2 separate regions of the Mus musculus genome follow, and region 1 is linked to region 2. The links are chromatin contacts, called in public promoter capture Hi-C maps. All regions are on one chromosome and are shown on one strand. The core of a region is the stretch at or near the end of the contact, and the rest is flanking DNA. Distances in the headings are between cores, read along the strand shown. Region 1 holds the start of Ccdc187 (coiled-coil domain containing 187). Region 2 holds the start of Qsox2 (quiescin Q6 sulfhydryl oxidase 2).

The links. Promoter capture Hi-C pulls out the DNA fragments that hold promoters and counts their contacts.
Region 1: a promoter capture Hi-C map of Sertoli cells shows a contact between it and region 2, with 5 times the contacts expected there. The contact joins the promoter of Ccdc187 here to the promoter of Qsox2 in region 2. A contact is called at or near these places in 12 of 39 promoter capture datasets (the 3T3-L1 cell line, 3T3-L1-derived adipocytes, the HPC-7 cell line and 8 more), 9 of 484 Hi-C or Micro-C datasets (the N1E-115 cell line, double positive thymocytes, embryonic stem cells and 5 more), 4 of 115 datasets of contacts at active chromatin or transcription factors (embryonic stem cells and pancreatic cancer cells) and 3 of 9 other capture datasets (adipose tissue, liver and pancreatic islet).

What each region holds. Positions count from the first base shown.
Region 1 is chr2:26,289,592-26,296,132 of GRCm38.p6, forward strand. It overlaps Ccdc187 (coiled-coil domain containing 187), which reads right to left and starts at 4,966. Exons shown (of 10, transcript NM_177841.3): 1 at 4,650-4,966; 2 at 3,747-4,252; 3 at 107-205. The coding sequence starts at 4,792. It overlaps Gm35807 (a long non-coding RNA gene), which reads left to right and starts at 5,116. Exons shown (of 3, transcript XR_374168.4): 1 at 5,116-6,541.
Region 2 is chr2:26,233,445-26,240,080 of GRCm38.p6, forward strand. Qsox2 (quiescin Q6 sulfhydryl oxidase 2) reads right to left here and starts at 3,955. Exons shown (of 12, transcript NM_001302956.1): 1 at 3,599-3,955. The coding sequence starts at 3,908.

The DNA of each region.
Region 1 (6,541 bases), core at 3,716-6,215, 57 kb after region 2:
TCTTGGGAGGCAGAGCATAAGAACCCAGACTCCTAGGAAATCCCTTCATGACCCCTTCCTAGCCAGGGTCCTTATTAGAATCAGGGTCCAACCCAGAGCCACTCACCTGAAGTATGATGCTGGGGAACCTTTGAGAGCTCCCGTCTCAAGCTGAGAGATGCCCTGTCTTTGCCCCTATGCTCAGCTGTACGAAGAACGCCTGATCCTGGAGACGAATCAAAAGAGACGAACGCATAGTGAAATGATTTCCAGAAGGGAGTTTCAGTTTAGAGCCCCTGGAAGCCTTCAAACTATTCTTCCACTCAATACCTCAAGCCAGAAAACACATCCCTCAAGGCCATCTGAACACATACCATTGTGATTTAAAAGTCGCACATCATTCTTATCAAACCCAGCACAAACATCTTGCTCTGGAAGCTTGCTCAGGCCAACTATGAGCAAAGACATCTCACGGGTACACTTTCTTCTTTGTATACAGTCTAGGATCCAGGCCCAGGGAATGATGCCACTCACAGTGGGCATCTGATTAATATAATTAAGATAATCCTAGGGCCAACAAGATGGCTCAGCAGGTAAAACCTCTTGGTGACCTAAATTCAATCCCTGGAACCCACATAAAGATGAAAGGAGAGAACCAATGTTACAAAGTTGCCCTCTGACATCCACTTGCAGACTCTGCATCTCATCAAACTGACAAGTGAGATTAGCCATCCCATAAGGTGACTTTGGCATAAGTCCAGAAGACCAGATTACTGACAGCAATGCAGACGGTAGAACCTGCACGCTTGAGGATTTAGGCTCTGCAAGGAGTTGGACTCGAGGCCTCATGTACTGCATGGTAGCAGAGAACTCTGCATTTTGTCTGCATTCGGAAACTGTGTACGAGACTGAGTTTAAGGTGGTAGCTTATTCAATTTCACAGAAGAAATTCCAAGGCAACCCAGTGTTCAGGGTGCAGCGTGGGTATGGCTGGCTTTTTGGTCAGTGAAAATCAGAAGCAAGAAACAGGATTTGTAAAGTCTTCAGTTTGGCCAGAAAAGAGCCTACGTAAAGTTGGAGCTGAGGGTGATCTGGACAAAGATTCACTTCAGAATAGAGCTGCTGGGTCACCCTGCTTGCAGAAGGACACCTACAAAGCTGTTTCCACAGATTTACCTCATTGTCCTCAGGTGTCCAGGCACTCAAAGGACACTGCAGCCAGCCAAAGTCCAAGTGGGCCCACTCACTGCTAAGCAGACCTCAGCACTGTCCACATGATGCGGATTTTTACGGCATATAGAACACAGAGATAATGAGCTTGTGGAGGCTCTTGCTGAGATTTCAAAAGAGAGCCTTGGGGGTCAAGATCCCCCCATATTGATTTCCCTTGGAAGGACAGAGCCTGAAGCTCTGAAGGCGAAGTATAGCTGCAAGCTGACCCCGGGAAGTTAGAGACTCCAGAGCAGCAGACTTGCTGAGGAAAGCCTGTCAGAAAGTACAGCCAACCCAGGGTAGACAACATGGGCTACAGCATGGGAGGATTAGGGCTGGGCTTTCGCAAGCCCTTGGACGCTCATGTCATGTTCCCATGCACCCCAAATGCTGGTCATACGCCTACACGATAACAGGGGCTGGGCACATGGCTCGGTGGTTTGCATATTTGCATATTTGCTGTTCTTGCAGAAGATACTGGTTTGATTCCCAGCACCCACACCAGGCAGCTCACGTTGCCTTTAACTCCAGCTACAGAGGCTCTAAAGCCCTCTTCTGGCTTCCAAGAGCACCAGACACACATGTGGTGCACATTCAAATGTACAGGCATACATTAAAAAGTATTGCCGGGCACGGTGGCGCACGCCTTTAGTCCCAGCACTCAGAAGGCAGATGCAGGCAGATTTCTGAGTTTGAGGCCAGCCTGGTCTACAGAGTGAGTTCCAGGACAGCCAGGGCTACAGAGAGAAACCCTGTCTCGGAAAAAAAAACAACAACAACAACAACAACAAAAGTATTAAGCTATAGGATATAATGATTTCCCTGATGGTTTCAGTCTCCATTTGGACTAATACTTCCTTGATGTTTCTCTGTTCTCTTTTGAAATGAGCATGTTTGGCCCTTAACATTGTATCTTGGAAAAACGAATCATTTTGCCTTGCATCTCTGAGGAGAGCTTGACTGGATCTTTTAGCAATTCCAAAGTTCTTTGAGCTTCTTGGAGATGGGCTAAGTGGATTTTTGCACCAAGACAAGCATTCGGTGTGCGGGGCAGAATGGTATGGTTTTGACATTAAAAGGTCTCAACGGCTCCTGTGTTGAGGGCTTGATCCCAGATGGTGACCCAACATGAGGTGACCAGATGCTAATTCTAGGAATGAGTGAAGCTGCTGATAGGTTTCTAGCTGAATGGGCGAGGGGAGCCCGATAAGAGGAAGGTAACCCTTACCATCTCTCTCTGCTTCCTGTTCACTGTGTGGTGTGTAGGTTGGCTCTGCCGTGCCCTGACACCATGAAGCCTGGCCTTACTGCAGGCCCAGAGTCAATGGAGCCAAGTGAGAACACTCCGATACAGGAGCCAAAGAAAATCCTTCCTCTTGTAGGTTATTTCTCTCGGCTATTTTGTAATGGTGTAACTAACACAGGGACAAAGCTCAGAGAACTGGCCAGGACAATGTGCTGGGAAAGGCTCCCGGCAGTTAGTGATGATGCTAGTGATGGAGTCATCACTCCTCCTCCGTACTTATCTGCACTTTCCAAAAGATGTTCTCCTTTGAAGAGAGCCACAGAACAAATCCCATGGGATCCCATTTCTATGAGGTGCCCGGAGTCATCAAACCCATAGGGACAGGAAGTAGAAGATGGTGCCAGAGACTGGGGAGGGTTAAGGTGAAGGATGGTACTTTTGGAGAAGGATGGTAGTAATGGCTTCATGACAAGGACTGGCTGCCTGAACTGAACAGAACATTTTTAAAATGGTAGAGATGGGGGCTGGCGAGATGGCTCAGCAGGTAAAGGGGCTTGCTGCCAAGGCTCATGTCTTGAGATTGATCCCTAGGACCTACATGGTGGAAGGAGAGAACCTGATTCCTGCAAGCTGTCCTCTGATCCCCACAATTAGGCTGTTGTGGGATATGGGCATATATATGGGCAATGCTCCCCACATACAGACACGTATATGCACAAATAGATAAACAGGACGCATTTTAAACAGTAGAGGTGACTAATTTTATGTTATGTGTTTTACCACGGCTTTTAAAGAGAAGCCGCTGCCTTACAGATCCTTTCCTCCTTAGAAAATGCCTAGGCAGCCACCTAGCTTTCAGCGTCTCTAATGGGCAACTCTTCAGGTATTTGTTTAACTGACATCCACCTTCCCCACTCCAGAAAATACAGCCTATCTTGCTTGTGGATGGCAGGCAGGCCTTCTAAATCCCACACTGGCCGTACTCTCTACACCTGACAGTGTCCAGGCATGCTTAAATGGCCACTAAGGCTTCAGGGACAAACAAAAAGTTTGTCCCTTTTACGACTCCACAGGCTCTCTGGGTCTCTGTCTTCCAAGGCTCCATCCCTCTCATCTCACGGTATCATTTGACACCACGATAAAGTGATAAAGCATCTTCACCCTAAATTCAGCTCAGAAGCCCCACCCCAAGCTACACTGTTCTCCCGATCCTCAAGCCCTTTGGGGACCTTATGCACATAACCTTACGACTTGCCCTCCACTTTTCCCTTAACTATGGCCACACCAGCTGGGCATATCGGCCACTGACCTGGGAAAGCAGGCACTGGAAGCGCATTTGTCACCTTGGGGGTCTTCCGCCATAGCATCGTCGAGGTTTTGTAGAGGCACGAGGCACTAGAGGGGGCAGAGGTGCCCAGGGAGGCACAGCTAGCCTGCCACTGTGCCTGGGCTCGGATCTTGTCCCTCAACTGCTCCAGACGAGGGTCACTCTTCCTGGGCTGGCGCTGGGGTCCCAGTATCAGGGGTGGCCTTTCCTTCCAGGGCCCATGAGAAAGTGTGCATGATTCATGCCCCCCTGAGGAGCCAGACATTCTGCCGGATGACACCGAGCTGTCCACGTCCTTAGTGTCCAAGCATGGAGACCACATGGGCAGGCTGCAGCCCTTCATGTAGGGGCTTGGATCCTTGATATTGCCAGACCAGGCCACATAGGGAACTGTTTGAGGTGGACTCAACTGCTGGGAGAGAACAGGCCACCTCAGTGTTGTGGCCAGAAGGCTGTCCTTGGCTGCATGTGGATGGAACACTTCATCCCTTGGAGAGAGGGACAACACAGCCTGTCAGAGCTCAGTATCTCATATGAATGGTGTCCTATAATCCCCAACACCCCTTTCTCCCTGTTTCTACCTCACAGCCTAAGACAAGAGGAACCAGAAAATTCCTCCACCACATGGACATCTCCTGACATTCTCCCTCAGACACTAACCACAACCTTTTAAGGTAGGTACCATGATCAGTTTAATTTATGCACGAGAAAACTGAGGCTAGAGTAGCCATGTCAAAATCAAAGGTACAAGCAAGTTTTGGCCAGGGACCCACACACTCCACCTCTGTATCCTCCTACCTCCCATGAACAAGCTGCCCCTGAGGAAAGGTAACCACAAGACTACTAGCATTGCTGGTGCTCTTGTCCTGTCCACACAAACACTACCTGGGCTTGGTGCTGTCCTTCTGACCAGCCATTCTCCCCATGGCCTTGGGGGAGAAGAGGCCTTCTTGCTGGTTGCCCCTGGAACAGTTCTGCAGGGTTGCCCTTAAGGAGGTGGGCATCACACCCATGAGCGGAGTTGTCATTGCATCTGAGATAGGAGAGTACAGATGGCAAGCCACACCACCTGGGACCCTGGGTCTAACAGGATAATCACATGGTAGTCTGTAGGCCTACCACACAGCACCCATCAGGGACTGGACACTGCTTTGTTCTGGGTATTGTCCAGTGTGGGTCCCCTGATGCTCAGGACAGTCATTGAAGGAGGGTAGGGACAATGAGTTAACTAGCCTTGGGTAGACAATGGCTGTGGGATTTCCTGGTGAGCTGTTTGTCATGGGGTGGGAGAGAATTCCAGGTGGCCCATGACAGCATAATAACCCCGTGTCACTGAGTGTTAGCCTGTGGCTTCAACTCCTACTCATGGCTCTAGCTAGCAGACAGCTGCCCCTGACACTCTAGGGAGCACACACCCAACAGAGACTTCTGGAAGTCGATATGATGGGAAGATTGGGATTCTGGTCAGTAAGCCCTGTGGTCAGCACAGTTCCAAGGACAAAAGACTCAAATCCCAGCTCTAATCCCAGTCTAAGGCTAACCTTGGACAGGAGAGACCACACCCCACCCTGAGGACTGTGAACACCCCATAAACCCTCTGCTGTCTTGCCTCTCCCCTGTTGGCTGGGAAGCGAAGGTGTGAACAGAACCCTGCTTAGCTTGAAGCTTTTCTTCCGAAGCATTTCCAAAGAACAGAAGACTAGGCAGCATGATGAAAACCCAAGACTTGATTTTTCTTTTCCTTAATGGCACTAGAGATGGTTTGCAGGGCTTGTATATGTTATATATGTTAGCTCTTACCACTGAGCTAGCTAGCCTTCATTCTTGAGACTGTTTCTAAAGGGTCTGATCTAGGGAAGGGACATGAATCCCTGGAGACAATAACCCAAGGACAGACCTCCTGAGTGTGAGAGGAGACTACTTTCATGCCACCAACTCCTAGGCTCTCCCTCATAGCCAGAACATTCTAGTACCGAATAGGTAGGGTCCAGAGTCAAGTTCCAGTATCCTGGGCACATCTGGTGCCAACTTTTCTATCTACCACTTTCCCCAAGACTGAGGGAGAGGAGGCCTTCCAATTGACTGTCCCTGGGGCAGGTCTGCAGAGCTAACCTTAGGGAAATGGGCAGCATGCCCATGACGGGGATCTGACTTTGCTGAGGCAGGAGGATGTGGGAGGTGAGCTCTGCCACCTAGGGGCCCAGGTGAACTTATGCGTGTGTTCCTATTGGCAATAGTTGACTGCCCTAGCCTAGATCAGCCCTGCTGGGCCTCATCTACTCCCATGGCCCTGGAGCAGATCCCACTCATATGTTCCCTAATGGCACCAGTGGTCTCTGTAAGTGAACTTTAGGACAGCATCAAGTATAGTTTGTTGTCTAGAAAACACAAAGGCCTAGATCCCCGTGCTCCAAGGGATGGCATGTACCTCCTAGGACAAGACAGTCAGCTAGGCTTATACCAGACTGCTGCATTCTAGCCCAAGTCAAGACATGAGGAAGCTGGATCACCCAACTCTAGGGTCTTAAGAGAGCTCTGCTTCAGAATTCTCTGTTCCATAGATCCTCCTGGGAACATCCTTGGTGGCCTTTGCTAGCCTGTCTCCCACCTGCTGCCTGCAAGATAGGGGTCACCCCTGCGGTGCCAGGGCTATCCAAACTCTCAGGGTTTGGACCTTTATTGTGAAATGGTTTCCTTCAAGATTAAAACATTCCAAACTAAAGGGAAGCTCCTAAAACAAGGAGGTGAACAACTCACAATAGCTTCAGGAAGTCCCT
Region 2 (6,636 bases), core at 2,705-5,204:
CCCCACGGTTCTCTAAGCAGTCCTTACTTTTTATACCCTTGTGTTAAGAGTTACTTTGGGGGGCTGGAGAGGTGGCTCAGCGGGTAAGAGCACTGACTGCTCTTCCCGAAGGTCCTGAGTTCAATTCCCAGCAACCACATGGTGGCTCACAACCACCCGTGATGAGGTCTGACGCCCTCTTCTGGTGCATCTGAAGACAGCTACGGTGTACTTACATATAATAATAAATAAATAAATCTTAAAAAAAAAAAAAAGAGTTACTTTGGTTCTGCCATCTGTAGTTTCCAGGACTCTGGACTCTACCATACTCCTCAGCAACTGCTGTCCCCAGTGTCCCTCTGCCTGTTCTCATGGATAATGAGCACTCTGCAAATACTAAGCAGCCATCTTCAATAGCCTGTGCAAGCAGAAGGCACCGGGCGCCATGGGAAGGAGGAACAGAGGGGAGGCATGAAGGCCTCACTACCGCTGGCAGCAGTGACAGAGCACTCACCTGTGTTTCTGCCTGTGGATAACACACTCTGTGCCTAGCCACCTGTCCAACATCTCCTACTCTCAATTCGCAATGTCCTCTAGAGGGACACAGGAAGTGAGCCAAAGGGGCTCTGGAATCACGTGGCCTGTCTGTCACCTGGTACCATTATTTGCAATATCAGAGACTAAACACCTCCTTGCCAGACAGCTCTGGACACATTCTAGATGCTGTGGTGAGTACCTGCCAGGTCTCCTTTCAAGTCCTTCACCAACAACTTTAGGGGCAACCACAGATGTGTTCTCTCTCCACGGAGGACTGAAGGGGAGAGAAAGAGCCCCGAGGTCACCAAGAGCTTAGGGGCACAGGCTTCAGGGCACACTCCTGTTCTCCTAGGTCTCTACAGAAATCCTTCAGTGCCCAGGAGAATAAGTGCAGGTGTCAACTGCCAACTCAGATTGTGCTAAACATGACAGTTTGAGATAACAGATTTCAACAGAGCAGGGTTTGTTCTGGGAAATACTTAAGATAAGAAAGGCCCAAGCCAGAGCCACATAAATATGAGAATGGCCTTTGGATCCACTGAACAGTAGATCTTTTGTTAGCCTATCTGTCATAAGGAAAACCGCTATTTCCCCGCAAAGTCAGAGAAGAGAAAAAAACTTCACCATACGTTTTTGAGGAAGTGGCAGGTGTCCTCAACCTAAGACACAAGATTGAGGACGCCCTCCCTCCAGACACAAGCTGGGGACCCCCACCCCCACCCCAACCCCCACGACCTTTTCCAGCTGCTCATTCAATTAGAAAAGATTGAGGAGCAGGAAGACAAGCATAAAGTACCTTCTAGCTAATTGTCAACCATGGCAACACAGCCAGTCCAACCAGAGACTAGGGTCGGGACTAGGAGAAGCCACTAGGTGCTATTTCATGGAGGCAGGAAGAAACTACTGGGGAGGACCCAATACAAGGCCTGCATGTCCAACTCACAGGTGACTGATTACCCCTAAGCACCCTCTGTCCTGTTAGATCACCCAGGCAGGAAGCCAGCAGGAAGCATAGCCAAGTGGAGGCCAGGCAGAAGGTCTAGTGCTTCCCATATTCTACACACAAGTCTACAAGGCAAGGCACGGAAGGTACTGAGGTCACTGTCACAGGAGGACTGGAGTGAGAGTCAGAAGCTTCCTGGGGAAGCTGTCCAACATGACAGGCATCACATGGGATGTCATCACTTCTGTAGGTGTTGTAAGGGATCCTGCAGTTAGGCAGGATCCCTTACAACAGGTGACCAGACACCTCCAGAAGTTAGGATCCACCCAGCAGCCTAGGCTGGGACTGATAACACTAGGGTTAGCACCTACCAAGTCCTCAGGTGACTTGCTTCAGGAGCCTCTGACATCCTGACTCAGGCAGTTCTGCCCTCAACATCCTGCACCCCTCTTCAGGCCCTCACCTGCCCCTGCCAGTCAGCTTTCACTTTCACCACACCTTGCCCCATCTTCTAGGCACCAGTCACTCTTTAAAGACAACTGCAGTTCACTAAGCCAACCACAGCATTAGCTGTGCATTTTTACTGTGGCACTTTTGGAACTGTTCTTCCTTTCAAATTCCGGGGACAACTGCAGCACTCTCTGTTGGTTTGGTTAATAGAAGAGCCAGCTTATAACACGTGATGTGGCTTGTACAAGTTAGCTACCAGATTGAAAGCCAGAACTGATATAAGCAAAAAAGCTGCCAACAAGTCTTGCCAGGGTCACCTGCAGGTCCACCAACAAGCATTAAGAAATGGAAAATCCTCTCCTCTATTGAGTGGCAAAAAATAAAAATAAAACCCCCACAAAAAACCAGTGTATAAACTGTCTTTTCACTGTCTTGTCTCACTTTTGGCTAGTGCTTGTCAAGGACTTAAGGAAACTGAGATGGCTCAAAGTTTAAAAGCACAGACTGCATCAGGGTGTTGTGGGTGCTCGCCTTTAATACCAGCCCTCAGAAGGCAGAAGCAAGCGGATCTTTCTGAGTTCAAGGCCAACCTGGTCTATAGAGTGAGTTCTAGGACAGCCAAGACTACACAGAGAATCCCTGGCTTGAAAAACTATAAATAAAGAGGCAAACAAAGAAAACCCCACACACTGCTCTTTCAGTCTGGAGTGTCATTCCCAGCTCCCTCCACCTCTGATTCCAGCTGCAGGGAATCCAAAACCTCTGCCTTCCAAGGGAAACTGCACTCACCTGCACACACCCACGCCCATGTAATTCAAAACAAATTAAGTATTAAGAAGAAAGAAAAAGAAAACTTACGACCCAAGAGAACAATGTCATTAGATTCTACATAAGGACCAAAGCAGAGGTCAATGGATTCAAGGCCAGCCTGGACAACGTCATGAAACTGTCTCAAAAAAATAAAAAAATATAAGTCAAAGTGCCCCAACAATGAGGAAAGAGAGGGTAAACATTTTAAAATAGTCATCTGCAATTGCGTACTTGGAAAAAGGGCTTCTTTGCAAATCTGTTTAAGAAGAACACAGCAGTGTTCAACATCAGACCTAAAACCAAAGGTGCAGGAAAAAGAGTAACAATTTGTTGTCTTGCCCTGAGAGATCTGTAATTAGAGGTTAGTTCAACAGTTGTAAGCCAGTGAAGCCAAATGTAAGCCAGTGCTGGGAAGGCCACTTAAATTCCATTTACAGGAGCTGCTCCAAGGGGTCTGAGTTCTACAAAGGTGAGTAACTAAACATATATGGGAAGATTTCCTGAAAGCTATGGCTAGTGACCCAGAAGCCCAGCAAGAAGACGCTTTGTAAACTTTCTGCTGTTGCAGAGCAGTCCCCAGAGTGGGTATCTAAGTTTCTCAGCCCAATGCCCACCATATGGTCGGCTACCTAGCAAACGAGGCTGAGGTTTGACAGGAATGGGGACCTTCCTGAGTGGAGAGGGTAGCCTCTGAAATGCAATTGCTGGGTATGGGGAAAGTCAAACTGATCGGGTAGTGGCTAGGATAAGTGGTTGGGGACATGTTGAAGTCGGTGTTCTGAGCTGGCGACCTCAGGAAAGCCATCGGCCCCATCTGTGGGGCTTCGCCCACGTAGCTGTTGCGTCGGAGGAACGTCCACCGGCGCGCGGGGCCCTCACCTCGCACGTCCGCCGCCAGCGCTCGCCAGGTGGGTGCGTAGCCGATGCAGTGGCCGCACCACGACGAGTGGAACTGCACCAGCCACGCGGCTGAGCTGTTGCCCGTGGCCGACCGCACGCTGCCGCTGTCCAGCAACCACACGGCGTCTGAGCCCTCGCGGTAGAGCCGCGCCCCGCCGCCCTCCCGGGGCCCCACTGCCGCCACCACCGCCAGCAGGAAGAGCAGCCGCGGCAGCCGCGCGGCTCGAAGAGACGGTGGCTGCCGCGCATAAGCTCCTGGATCCCGCGCCACAGCCCGGGCGGCAGCCATGTTGGGAGTGCCGCCGGCGCGTTGACCTTTCACCCTGGCAACCGGCGTCACGTGCTTGCGCGCGCCGGTCCCGCCCTAGGCACTAGCCCCGCCCCCGAATCCGCTAATCTTCCCAGGCACTACTCTTCGTTCTCGCCCCGCCCTCGTAATTTGACCCCCCTCCCCAGCACTGGTCATTCCAGGTCCCGCACAGCTCGCTTTTTTGCTCCGCCCCCGAACATTGTTCCCGCCCCAGAATGTAGGCCCCGCCTCATTCCTTAAGTCTGCTCCGCCCCTGTGCTCCTGGCCCCGCCCCTGCCTCTGGTCATTGGCCCTATCCCAATTAAAAAAAACTCTTAAAAATCTTAAAACCCGCAAGCAATTTTCACCTAGTGAAAGTCCTGGGCCTAAGTAGCCAGATTTAGCAAGGGGAAATAGCCCGTGCCATGTTGAATGTTGAGTAAACACCAGGCCAAGATTTTCAGTCTGAAATGCAGATTTAATAGGACAAAAACAGATCGAAAAAATATTTGCTATATGCCTGTATTTCTTATGTAGCATGAATCCTAGATTTTACATGCAACCTATGATTTTACCTGTCAACTTCAAACATCCACGATGATCCCTTGACCTTTTTATAACCCACATGATACAGTAGAACCACCTGGTAAAGTTGGCTGGCTTCCTGCTAAGATGGTAGAAAGGAGAGGTAGACCTGACTCTTCTTTTTTAGACAGGGTTCTAAGGCTGGCATGGAGTTCACTATGTGCCTGAATCTGTCCTCCTGCCTCCCTGGACTGGGATTACACATGTGCACCACCATGTCTGGCTTCTCCAATCACTCAGTCTACTTTCCTATGCTAATGTTCTGCTTTCTCCAAACACTAGAGAGAATATGTAATCTCTTCTACTTCCTGTTTGTCTACCTGATCTCTCACTGTACGGTTTTTCCTACTTCACTCCCTGTCAACTGGTCTCTTGTTCTTCCTCTTGACCTATTTAATATTGTTTACAATAAACCAGGCGTGGTGGCGCATACCTTTAATCCCACCACTTGGGAGGCAGAGGCAGGCAGATTTCTGAGTTCGAGGCCAGCCTGGTCTACAGAGTGAGTTCCAGGACATCCAGGGCTATACAGAGAAACCCTGTCTTGAAAAGCCTATCTATATCTATATCTATATCTATATCTATATCTATATCTATATCTAATCTATACTGTTTACAATAAACAGAAAGCTCATGGATTAAAGGTGTGTGCTAAGGGCTGAGCCACACCACAACTAGAAACCGGTTTTATTCTCAGTAAATAACACAGTCTTGGGGTTTACATTGTGATCAAATATCCTGCAACAGGGAGACATGGTTGGGAGACAAATACAGAGAAGCTATTTGATTTTTAATGGTCACCAGAGGATGAATAAGCAGGACAAGGGACCAGAGAGACTGGTAGGGAAACTGCCTGGGGGTAGGGTGGGGGGAGGCAGTCATGAGAGTAGGACTGGCTTCTTCTTCTTCTTCTTCTTCTTCTTCTTCTTCTTCTTCTTCTTCTTCTTCTTCTTCTTCTTCTTTGTCGTCGTCGTCGTCGTCGTTGTTTAAATTTTGAGACAGAGTTTCTCTGTGTAACCCTGGCTGTCCTGGAACTCACTCTGTAGACCAGGCTGGCCTCGAACTCAGAAATCCGCCTGCCTCTGCCTCCTGAGTGCTGGGATTAAAGGCGTGTGCCACCATGCCCAGCAGGACTGGCTTCTTGACCCTCAGTTTGTATGTGGAAAGGATCTGGACAAGGCCAGCCTGGGATGGGAGAGCTTGATCTTCAGGTCCCAACTCTACACAGAAGGCAAGAAAGTCTGAGGCAGGATGGATAAGGAAACTTCAGGGGATATGAGAGAGTCTGGAGATTGGCTGACGCTTGTCTCTAGCTGATAGTCAAGAATTCCAATGCAGTTAACATTTGCTGACACAGAGACAACATTTTAAAATAAGGATGTTAAAGTAGCAGCAAGCCATGTTTGTGTCTTTTCGATCTAAACCTGCAGGTTTCTAGGAATTTCACAAGGAACTCATTTACAGGAAAAGTAGTTCCTTAAACTCCTTGTGGCCCAAGGTTTTATTTTACCAGATTGTAATTCCATCCAGATGGCTTCAGAACCATCCTATAATCTCACTTATTGGAAAGGGGAAAAGAGGAAGAGGAAGGGAGAGTCCCTTAGATATCTGTTGAGCAAAAAACTCTGATAGCCTCTGAAATCCTATACATGGCTATTTCAAAGCCACTTAGATATGACTCTCCTTTGAGAAGTCAACACCCAGGATTGGGTGTGCCTTATTTTTTCCCTAAGCATCTCTCTATTAACTACTATGCTGAAGTTTTTGTTGCTTTCTTCCTAATGAACTCTGACTTCACTACCATCTGGCCCATCCTGAAATTCTTATCTGTGGCAAAGTCAAGGATCTGGTGTTACCTGGATGGGGATCTTTGAAAGTTGAGGAGACTCTGCAGGTTGCTGGGGACTACATGAGCTATGTCTACTGCTGAACTATGTCTCACTGATGACAAGTCCACTGTAGTCCCAGCCCATGCAGCCAGTCCTGGGGCAGGGCTCAGACAGCAGGCAAGATGAGAATACACTTTCCAGGGAGTTTATGGTTCCCAACCATTTGTAAGAGCCCCAGTGGCCTTTGTATATGTTTTATGAGAGTGGCTGTCATGGTAGAGCAGGAGAGCATGGGGCCCCAGGGACTTGGGAAA